Linked DNA regions of Gossypium hirsutum: regions 2 and 3 are each linked to region 1. The links are chromatin contacts, called in public Hi-C maps. All regions are on one chromosome and are shown on one strand. Each heading gives the region's core, a stretch centred on a gene start, on an enhancer-like site or on the middle of the called end of the contact. The rest is flanking DNA. Distances are from core to core; before and after follow the strand shown.

Evidence for each region. Hi-C and Micro-C count contacts between places; a contact is called where the count stands out from the background.
Region 2: a contact with region 1 is called in a Hi-C map of leaf, with 1.6 times the contacts expected there. The contact joins the promoter of LOC107927789 here to the promoter of LOC107926652 in region 1. A contact is called at or near these places in 8 of 34 Hi-C or Micro-C datasets (callus, leaf and petal).
Region 3: a contact with region 1 is called in a Hi-C map of leaf, with 4 times the contacts expected there. The contact joins the promoter of LOC107927460 here to the promoter of LOC107926652 in region 1. A contact is called at or near these places in 2 of 34 Hi-C or Micro-C datasets (callus and leaf).

The regions. Positions count from the first base shown.
Region 1 is chrA08:17,167,493-17,171,220 of Gossypium_hirsutum_v2.1, reverse strand. It overlaps LOC107926652, which reads left to right and starts at 1,677. Exons shown (of 1, transcript XM_016857574.2): 1 at 1,677-2,547. The coding sequence starts at 1,897. The coding sequence ends at 2,424.
Region 2 is chrA08:16,759,603-16,763,330 of Gossypium_hirsutum_v2.1, reverse strand. It overlaps LOC107927789 (phytochrome A-associated F-box protein), which reads left to right and starts at 1,785. Exons shown (of 2, transcript XM_041074767.1): 1 at 1,785-3,728. LOC107927694 (NADH dehydrogenase [ubiquinone] iron-sulfur protein 5-B) reads left to right here. Exons shown (of 2, transcript XM_016858832.2): 2 at 312-626. The coding sequence ends at 413.
Region 3 is chrA08:16,823,948-16,827,675 of Gossypium_hirsutum_v2.1, reverse strand. LOC107927460 (mitochondrial zinc maintenance protein 1, mitochondrial) reads right to left here and starts at 1,870. Exons shown (of 2, transcript XM_016858554.2): 1 at 1,457-1,870; 2 at 954-1,262. The coding sequence starts at 1,697. The coding sequence ends at 1,171. It overlaps LOC121204607 (a long non-coding RNA gene), which reads left to right and starts at 437. Exons shown (of 2, transcript XR_005899757.1): 1 at 437-576; 2 at 674-777.

The sequences.
Region 1 (3,728 bases), core at 428-2,927:
GACCATCAATAGCAAAGAGCGATATAAGTTTATCTAGGTGATGATGATTGAGACTAATCAAGATTTGCTATATCTATTCACAATCACTTGGTGAAAACAAACATTCAATCAATGGTCTGTTCCAAGACCACCCATCCACATTAAGCAAATCAAAAACTCAAATATTTTTTATACCAAGTAACAGAAGCGAATCAACATAAAAATTATCATCATTAATAAGCGTCGAATCATGATAAACTCTAATATCACACCCATTACCAACTCTCTATTGAATTCCGATATGCACAATATGACGTGTAACAATTAAACTTTGTCAAATAAAAGATTAATTGGTAACCTCATCAGCTTCAAAAAGACTACAACTCGAAAAATATTTAGCCTTAAAGAAACGACTAACTAAACTATTTGGATTTGAAACCAATCCACAACCTGCTTTCCCAATAACGCCAAGGTAAAACAATAAAAGTCTATAAATCCTATGTCGCCCCACTTCTTAGGGACGCATAGACGATCCCACATCGTCCAGTGAACTCCTTTACGACAATTTCAACTAGAACCCCCACCAGAACAAGTTCAACATTCTATGCAACTTAGCACATAAAGGCACAAGCAACAAAAACACACTCATGTTATACACGAGAACACATTGAGTAACATTCTTTATCAAGACCTTTTTACCTACCCAAGACAATAGCTTATTTTGCCAATGAAAAATGCATTTACTAATATGCTTCTTGATAAAAGCAAAGGCTTGCCACTTGTTACGACCCACCAACGAAGGAAGCTCGAGATAACGCCTATGATCAATAGGGCTATTAATGCCCAACATAGATTTAACCGAATCTTGAATGGTGCCACTAGTGTTTGAACTAAACATGATTCCTGACTTCACAAAGTTAATTGCTAGTCCTGACGTCGTCTCACAGAGTATCTCCTTACCACTGTACATTCAGAATCAGTGGCCCAAAAGAGCAAAAAATTGTCATTAGTAAATAAAGTGAGAAATATTGAGACATCGTTTACAACTAATATACCATGCAATTCACCTTGTGATTTTGAAGATGGTGTTATTTTATTCTCTAATAATTGATAAATAAATAAAATGTAAATCAACGAAATATAAATTATTTTGAAAAAAAATGTTTTTAAGGGTTAATTCTATAAAAGGTTTTCAAACTATCATTCAAATTTTAAATGAATTCTTAAACTTTAAAATATTATAATTGAATTCTTAAAATATTAATATTGTATCAATTAAATCTTTCTATAAGACTAATTATTAATTTGTTTATTAAATGCTACAATGAAGCACATTGAAAACACACAAATTAAATTCTACTCATTTTATAAACAAATTGAATCTAAAATATGAAAAGGGGCGTATCATTAAAATTTAAAAGGATTTATTTTATTTTATTTCTCAAAGAATCTGTTGGAATAAGTCTAGTAATTAATCATCAGTATTCTGTAGGTCTATTAAAGATAGATACTAAAAGAATTTTTTTTACATATTAAATAATGTAGTAATACATGATGTATTTTAAATGTAAAATGGACTTAAAAAATTTGATTAATATAATATTGATTATTAAATGATTAATATAATTAGCCAATTAACCCTGTTAAGCGTACACAAAGAATAATAGCTTAGTCACCGCTTCAGAAATTTGCGTCCCGATTTGTCTCATTTCCGGTTAACAACGTGCTCCAAGACAGCCAAATACCATGTGGCCCTTTCCTCCCTTAAAGTCAATCATTACTCATCACTCATCACTCATCACTCATTACTCATTAACCAAAGCGGCCAACCCCCCGACACGCACTCGGTAACAAGGCATCTCCTTTCCCCTCTTCTTCCTCCACTGTCCTCTTTCGCTGCCTAACCCAAACAAAGCAATGGCTTTCCTTCCGCCCACCGCCACTTTCACAGCCGCCCTCCTCCTCCTCTTCCTCCACACCCCACTGGCCACGTCATCCCCCCTCAACCTCACCGGCGACTCCCTTTCACCCTACGAAGTCCTCCAAGGCTACAACTTCCCCGTTGGGCTTCTCCCCCAAGGCGTCTTAAAGTACAAATTAGATGAATCCACCGGTCGGTTCCATGCCTACTTAGAGGGTTCGTGTAGCTTCTCACTGGAAGGGTCTTATCAACTCAAATACAAATCCACGATCAGCGGGATCATCTCCAACAACAGGCTCAAAAACCTGAGTGGGATCAGTGTCAAGATCCTGTTTTTATGGCTCAACATCGTGGAGGTTGTTAGAGATGAAGATGAGCTGGAATTTTCGGTGGGGATTGCATCTGCTAGCTTTCCTATTGACAACTTTTACGAGTGCCCACAGTGCGGCTGCGGATTGGATTGCGCTAATAGTAATGGGAAAGTAAGCAAACTTAGAATTAAGTCTTCTTTTCCTTCAATTTAGAGGAATTTGTGGGGGTAGAATAAATTAACTACAGAGGTTCATGAAAAACGGATTTGTATGAACCTTGGTTTAAATTGAATTGGGTTTTTAGTTAATCGAAATTGATGGACTCAACTTTTTTAATGGGTTTAGACCTTGAACTCATATTTATTTGTTGCTGTTTATGTGGTTGGTATTGGTTTCATCCTTTAAATGCTTGGTTTAGGGAAGAACTGATCAACCACACGTTAGTGATATGAGCAAGATAAAGCAAGATAATGTAGAATAGGTTAAAACATTAGTGCAACCCTTATTAATGCTACGAGCCAGATAGTTTAGAATGCTAAGACCATGTTAAACAGATCCCCATCCTGTTATTCTGCATTCTACTATAGAAGTTATTCACAAGATCATGTACTCTAAACAACTTCGGAACAGTGATTTCCTGTAACTATTAAGCTATGTTGATAAGATTCGTGGCTAAGCATCAAATATCGGGTATGAGTACAACACAGGCAGGTTGATGTTTTTCTAGTCTTTTTTCAGATATATATACTTCTAGGTTGATCTTAGTATCCTTATGTATCTGATATTTCAAGAAAAATGAAGAGTTGGAATGAGGTAAAGAGGGCAGAATGGAGGACTATAGCAGAGATCGCAATAGCAAATGCTGTGGGAACTGAAGTAGTCATTGAGGACTGGGGATAAGTAATATGTGGAAGTGAGAATTGTAATCAGAGCTTAGAATCACTATCCAAACTCGTTAAAACTTTTAAAGTGCTATTTTGAGACTATCTATATGAACTTAACAGTATGGAACTATAGGAAAGATCTTTGTTACGCATTCTGCAGACACCCTGTAGCAGAAAACTTCAATGGGAAAAATTGTCTTTTTAAGTTGCTTGCTATGAAGTTTTTTATTGCCTAGAAAATTCTCTTAGCTTCAATATCTATAGAAGACTGCATATCCTGAGTAGTGATAGTTATATAATGGTCCGCTTATGTGATCAGGGTACTGATCACATGATTGTTAAAGCTTTGCCAGGTTCGAAATATGTAACTGGTTGAGGTAGCCCTATTGGGCGTAGTGTTGTTACTTGCTGCATTCAAGTGAAAATGAGTGGTAGGATGCCATTTTATGAGCACTTAAAGCTATCAAACCTGGTGCAGTAATTGACGATGGTCTTTGTTCGTATAAAGCTACTCTTGGGTTTAGGATTGTCGATGTTGAGGTTCAATTCAGTAGATGCCCCAGAAACCATGTCCAGGCTATTTGTGTGTTGACACTTGTTATCTTTCTCTATTTTCAACCAGCTCTGAGCGAG
Region 2 (3,728 bases), core at 536-3,035, 410 kb after region 1:
TTTAAAGGTAACGCCCTCCCAACAATTACACTTTCTAGGGTTCGATCTTATGTTCTCACCCTTAAGGGGGGAAGGCCTCTACCGCTTCAACCAACTTGTTGGTTCCAAAAACCCTGTTAGATGTGAGCTTAGGTCAATGGTAAAGAAAATCAGACATTTTATATTTCGACATGGCCCCTCATAAATTTAGATCTCATGATTTCATCCCATGATTCGTGGTGGTGACAACAACGTGGATGTTTGATTCAATGGCGCTATGATTCATTTCATATATTGACATCCATTTTGTTCAATGTTGATAATTATTGCAGTTTCAGCGAAGAAATAGGATTTACAAGGAAGAGCAACGAAAAATAAGAGCTGCCGCACGAAAAGAAAAGGATGGCGGAGATGGTGTTCACCATCATGCATGATGATAATTTGTGATCATTCAAATTTCCAAGAAAAATAATGCATGGAGATTGTTGTATTTTTGTTGGATCTTTCCTATATTTCCTGTTCCTTGGAATGGAGACTGTTGTTTTGAGCCCGTGCAACAGAGGCAATGGTTAATCTTTCATCACTAGACCTGGATGTGACAGCAATATTTGCGACTTTAATTTTCAAATTCTGAGAATTTTATTTTAGTTCAGCTGGAGCATTATTGTTTAAATCGAATTAAACTGATTGGATCAGAACTGATTGGATCAGAAATTGATTGGGATACTAATTTGGAGAGAGAGATTAAACTGATTAATTTGTAAACCGGTATGAATCGATTGAATCAGCTTCAGAATTAGTTCTTTTAAAAAAAATTTCTTTTATGAATTTTTAATAATAATTTATTTAATTGAATTGATTGAACGGTAACCTATCCTGTTTTTACTATGAGCACATATCCTTGTGTGACATGGATGTCCTCCTTAGAAGCAAGCGTGGTAAAAAAAGAAAAACAGATCATATTTCTATGAGTTCATGATGATTATTCATTTTTTATATTGATTGCTTATTTATAAGGTGAGTGGAAGATTAAGGAAAAAAAGAGAGCTTATTTTAAGTTACTTTCCTCAGTTTTAAACAAAATTTTCAGAATTGAATCGGTGGTTGAATCGGTCAAGTAATTAGTTTGAGCAGTTTGATTAGTTTATATAATTTAATTACATTAATTATTAAAAAAAATTATAAAAATTAATTAAATATTGACATGTCATCCACGTGTATGTCGCTATGTCAACAAAGTTAACAGAAGCTAAATTTTTCATTCATTTTGGATGATTTGACAAAAAATGTAAATTTAAAAGTTAAAAAGATAAAAAAATTAAATGAAATTCTAAAATGATCTTTTTATATAAAGTTAAGAGGGCCAAAAATAATAATAATTATGCCTAAATTATATTATATCATGCGATAAACAAAGAGATGTAAAATTTTTATTTTGGATCAAATAAAAGAATTTTATTTATTAAATTTTGAAAGTTATAATCTTTGAAATTTTTTATAAATAATTTTTTTTTAATTTTATTTGATTGAGTTTGGATCTATTTTTTTTTTAATTTTATTATTGGCTTCAAGTGTTATTTGTAAAGAAATTAAATTTAATGGTCGTTAAAATTATAATACCTTATTTTAGGGTTTTTAAGTAAACCTAATCCCGATTTATAGGCGGTTATAATCTTAAAACTGATTTGGAGAATTAACTTTTGTATATTAATCTTAAATTTTAATAAGTTGATCATCAATTAGAAATTAGTTAACAGACTACTAGATTTAAATATTCTTTATTTTTAAAGTTGTATAACAGAAAACGATGGACCTTACGGAACACGATGGCAATGATGAAGGCAAACCAGCGAGTAGATCAACAAAGAAAGTTAGAATACGAGAAATCGAGGAAAATCAGGATGTCGCAATGGAAGCTACACAAGAAATTGGAAAATCTCTTTCTTGGAAAGACCGACTGATGGGCAGAGGGCTTTACTCGAATGAGAAAACAACAATCGCAATAGGTTTGGACGAAGATGAGGACTTTGAGTTATTGGAAGAAGACGTGGAACGTTCAACAATCGATGGCATTGCTTCGATTAAATTTTCTGATCGAATCAACCAAATCCTCATTAAACACATGGAATTCACAGTAGTAATTAAACTATTGGGGAGAAATATAGGTTATAATGCACTGCAAAACAAAGGTAAATTCGCTTTGGAAACCCTCTCAACCATTCCGGCTAATGGACGTGGAAAACGGGTATTTTCTAGCAAAATTCAAAAACTCAGAAGATTTTGAGAAGGCGTTGTGCCAAGGGCCTCGGGTTATTTTTGGTCAGTACTTAACAGTATAACCATGGACTATAGACTTCAACCCCATTCAACCGTACCCAAGCACAGTCATAGTTTGGATCTGACTTCCTAGATTACCTGGCCATATGTATAAATGGCAAGTTCTACGAGAAATCGGGGCGACGATCGGAAAAGTCGTAAAGCTTGATTTCAACACCGATAACGGTGTAAGAGGAAGATTTGCGAGGATGGCGGTTTTCGTTAATCTAGACAAACCCTTGATTTCTCATGTTATGATCAATGGTTTTACTCAACGAATCGAGTATGAACAACTCCTAATGGTGTGTTTCCAGTGTGGGCACTATGGACACACAAAAGAAATATGGCCCAAATGAGAGAAGGGATTAGAAGGATTTGGAGAAGGCAGTCCAGGAGATAAACCGAAACAGAGTCTCACCATGAGGGAAAATAAAGACGAGAACTCCAGTCGCGGTGGCTACGGCCGTGGATGCTTGTTGAAAAAAAGGCAAGAAAAACTGGCAAAGTAGGACGGAAGGTTGACGGAGGAAGCACAGCCGGGGCAGAAAGGAACTCAAGATTCCAGGTGTTGGAAACCCTAGATGACGATGGGTCTTCCAAAGCCCATGAAGAGGAAATAGAAAGTGGTACTTTACATATCCAACCAGGCCCTATCGTGTTGGGTCCAGGAAGAAAAGATGGCCCTATGCACAAGGACCAAATCTCGCACCACACTGACGGGTCAAAATTAAGAACCCAAGCTACAGACTCCTCTTAGACCAACAAAAATCCAGGCCAGAAAGGGGATATAATAAACCTACAAGGGCATTTAATTTCTAACAAAAGAGAGACCATTAATGCGGTTTCACGTAACCCAGTCCGGCAGCAAGCACTGAGTTTAGCAACAGTAACAGATGGGGTTAAACAAGATAAAGCTGGCATCGAAAATAAAATCAATTTATTTTCTGAATAAATTGCTGCAGGCTTTCAGGAGCTCCAGGTCAACAGCATCCAATCAAGTCCAATGGAAGCAACATCTAGGGCATCAAACATAGGAAGATCAGTCTCAAATTCCAGGAATGATTACAGAAAGGAATCGGACTCCTTGAGCAAAACAGAAATTCTGGAAAAATTAACTCAGGATCTTCCATCCATCCCTAATCCATCTTCAATAATTGAGTCTCCAAGCCACGACAACCATTCCAACTTAATAAATCCTGGAAAAAATATCGGAGAAACTATCAAAGATTGCCCTGCCCAATCAAGCCTGCGAACGATGCAAGAATCTATAAAGATTTCAACATCAGGCTTTCTTGATGCTGCTAAGCATTCAGCAGTTCTCTTTAAAGATGATAGTCAATCTACAACCAAAGGGCACACTCAGAAGAATCGAGCCAAAACAGGATTCCACCATGCAGAATTAACAGCAACTCGTGGCGTCCTAAAAGCAAGAA
Region 3 (3,728 bases), core at 621-3,120, 340 kb after region 1:
CGCAAACAGTGTACCATAGTTCAAATCAGCTAAATGAAATTAATTTCACAGGTTCATCAAGTACTTATCAGTCAGTTGTATAATGCTAAAGACATCATTTTGGCAATCACTACTGAAAATACATGGTGGGTTGATTAATGACTGTTTCTGCAGCAATGGTGTTTTGCATGAAAGGAGAGGGGCATCATCACCAAATCCTATTTGGTTCAAGTCCACATGATTCTGTCAAATAATGATGCAATTCACATGAATGTAGTGATTAGGGCTACTATAACATCAACCTCATTCTGTAGCCCCTCCACTTTTAATAAATTGCAAGTGCACTGCAGCATTAGACCAAAGCTTTTCCTAAACTTTTGAAGTTGGTAGTGTCATACAAGGCCTTCATTTTCGTCATTGGTGACAGACATTGCAACTTAGAGCTGTTGCAGAAATAATCTGACCATAACCAAGTGACTGGTAGAAACTCTACCATAAACCCAAATGTGTCAACAGCTCTAAAATGACTTTGACAAGAGAAAAAAAACCATATTATATCCCATGAATGATCATAATACAAAATGAACTACCAACACAGTGAGTGCTTAGACAGTCGAACTGTAGAATATAAACTGATTTCACTTCACTTGTTTTCTTTTCCCTCTTTAACATTGTCTTAATATGAATGTTTCAGGTTAAACTTCTTCTTGACAGAGAACTGTGCTAGATAATTATAGTAAAGGCACAAAGCTTATCCGTTTTCGACATTATTCAATCAGACTACAGCTGTTTGGTGTCTTCCATAGAATCAGAAATTTGTGCACAACCATCAAGTACCTAATCTTAATAACCTTCAGATGTAGCCCGCTTTATAACTAAGTATCCATAGATTGTGATACCTCTAGTTTAACATATCTTGAACTCAAGGCATTGATACATTGTAAAATGCACAAATCACGCTGCTAGAAGGCTTGTTTTACCTAATAGGGATTTTATCAAGTAAAAATTTGCCACATAATTGTTTCACATTGAATAAAATTTTAGAGCAACCCATTAAAATGGTTTTTGCTTTGGATAGATCTCTACCAAGTTTTGCAAAACAGAAGTAAGCTCAAGGGTCAAATGTATCCACTAGCAGACAGCAAAAATAGCAAACAAATAGAGCAGTATGCATCTGATAAAAGCCCAAGTTCATTGTTTAGACTGTGATGCAGATTTTCTGATGATCTCTTCGGAAGGAATCTCCAAAGTAGCTCCTGCATGCTCCTTACTCGGCTTCACCTCTGCAGCAATCAGCAACAGCGCTTATCATGACGAACCTTAACTAAGCAGTTAAGTAGTTGAAGAGAGAAAAAGTATTCTTACAAGAGGTCAAACAGACAATGCATCGAACAGGTGGTGATCATAGAATATGAGGCATTCATACAAAACGTGCATGTAAAATTGAATGGAAAACATGAAAAAAAAGATAAGTTACCGTAGCCGCCGCGTTCGTTGAGCTTGGCTTGAACAATCATGGTGGAAACGAAATGGGAGGCCTCCCGTGCTTCCTCGAGGAGTTTCTGGATCTCAGGCTCCGAGGTGACATGACGATTGGCTTCAAATTTCTGACGAACCTCAACGGCAGAGGCGTTCAACATCAAGGTGTCGCCGGCAAATGATTTGCGGGTGGCTCTTAGAAGAGCCCTATACGCGCTTAGTGCTTTTCCTCTTACCATCTTTCACTTCTCTCTCTCTCTCTCTCTCTCTCACTCGGAGTCTGCCTTCTAATTCTGCGCTGCTGCTTGCTTGCCAGAATTTGCTGCTACTAACTTCGAGACGCTGTCGTTTCTTCAACTATAATTATTTAAGATTTTGCACGCTACTAAAAAAAAAAAGAGTTAACTAACCTTTTTTCTTTAACAAGTTTTTCTTTTTTTAAATAATATTAAATATATATTTATAAAAAAATTATTGAACAAATTTTTTCAAAAAATAATTCCATTTATATATAAAATGTTAGAGATAAATCTCAAAACTATACATGAACTATGGTTTAATGTGCAATTGTATATATGAACTTCAATTTTTTGTAATTTTATACATGAAATTATGATTTAATCCAATTCTTGTAAATTATTAACACAATTATTGATATAACATCATTTTATGTTTATATATTGCATACATGAATAATTTATATTTATCCAATATAAAAATAAATTGATGTATTTATTTCTTTAAATGTGTATGATTAAATCAAAATTAAAGTTTGAAGTATACATTTGAACCACAATTAGAGTTTCATTTGTATAATTGCACCAAATTAAAATTCATGTATACAGTTGCACATTTAATAAAAGTTTATGTATAATTTTGAGATTTGTTCCTAAAATATTACAATCAAATGGAATAAGCCCTAAAAGTTGCTATACATTGGAAATTAAGTCAATATATATATATCAAAGGAAATGATGTCAATGCTTAACTAAAAGTTAAGTCATATCAACCATGGGAGTTAGGTGAGATCCAATGGGTTTCTCTTACATTACCCAATGGTTGACGGTTCGATACTCGCCTTAGGTATGGAGTGGCTTTAAAACTCGTGACTAATGTCTACCCCCTTAATGAGCCTACAGAACGTGAAGGATAAGTCACTGAATCGCTCTAGTGGATACTTGACCGCGTGCACGCATGATAAACAATTTTATAAAATAATTTAAATTTTCGATTTTAACTGCAAGCGGACAGTGTCGAGTTGTAATATTTATAATGTTCAATGGAACACCAGAGTTTTCTAAGGATCGAACCCAAAGGAGTTAGCGATTCAGTGATCCCTAATTAATTAACATGCAATTAAAGAAGTCTAGCTAACCACTCACTAAGCATTATATTACGGCAGGCCATACAAGAGATTAATTACACTAGTTTGCTAACTAATCAATAAAAAGGACCAAATTGTAAAATAGGTAAACTTATGAAATTAACAAATTAATAACAGACAACGGTTGGTTGACTTATGTGTTGCTAATTAACTTTTGGACTCGAGATCTAAACCTGTAACACCCCTAACCTACATCTGTCGTCGAAATAGGGTTTCGAAGCATTATCGATCAAACAGACATGATTTCAAAACATTTCATATCATATAATATTCAAGTCAAAATCAATCAAACTCATACATATTGTCTCTTATTCGAGCCCTTGAGGCCCAAAATACGTGATAGAAACAAGTTGAGACTAATTCGGAAACTCAAAAAAATTTTCGCAAAATATTAAAATTTTCAAAGCTGTAGGGTTCACACGGTCGTGTCCCAGCCTTTGTAACTCTCTGACTTGGGTTACACGGCCGAGCCACATGCCCGTGTGCTAGCCATGTGGACTCAAAATGTACATTAAACAACAAGTTTACCAGTCCTGCAAGCTTGGATAATAAGCAACTCAAAAATTATTCATTTAACTAATTCGAAACACGATCAAACACATCCAAAACATGTCAAATTCAATTTAATTTTCCTAATTCATGTTCATTCAAACATTAACTTAAACATGCCATAATATGACCTCAAACATAAACACATAATTATATGTATATAACCAACCAATATTAACTTATAATCTTATTACAATTAATTCACAAAATAACTATTAATAAGACACTCTAGGTACATGCCGGCACAGTTCAAAAGGATAAACATCACCATGTTTGAGTTCAGGATCGTTGTTGGATGCTGAATCGGTGATCAAAATTAAGTAACTAACCTGCGTAT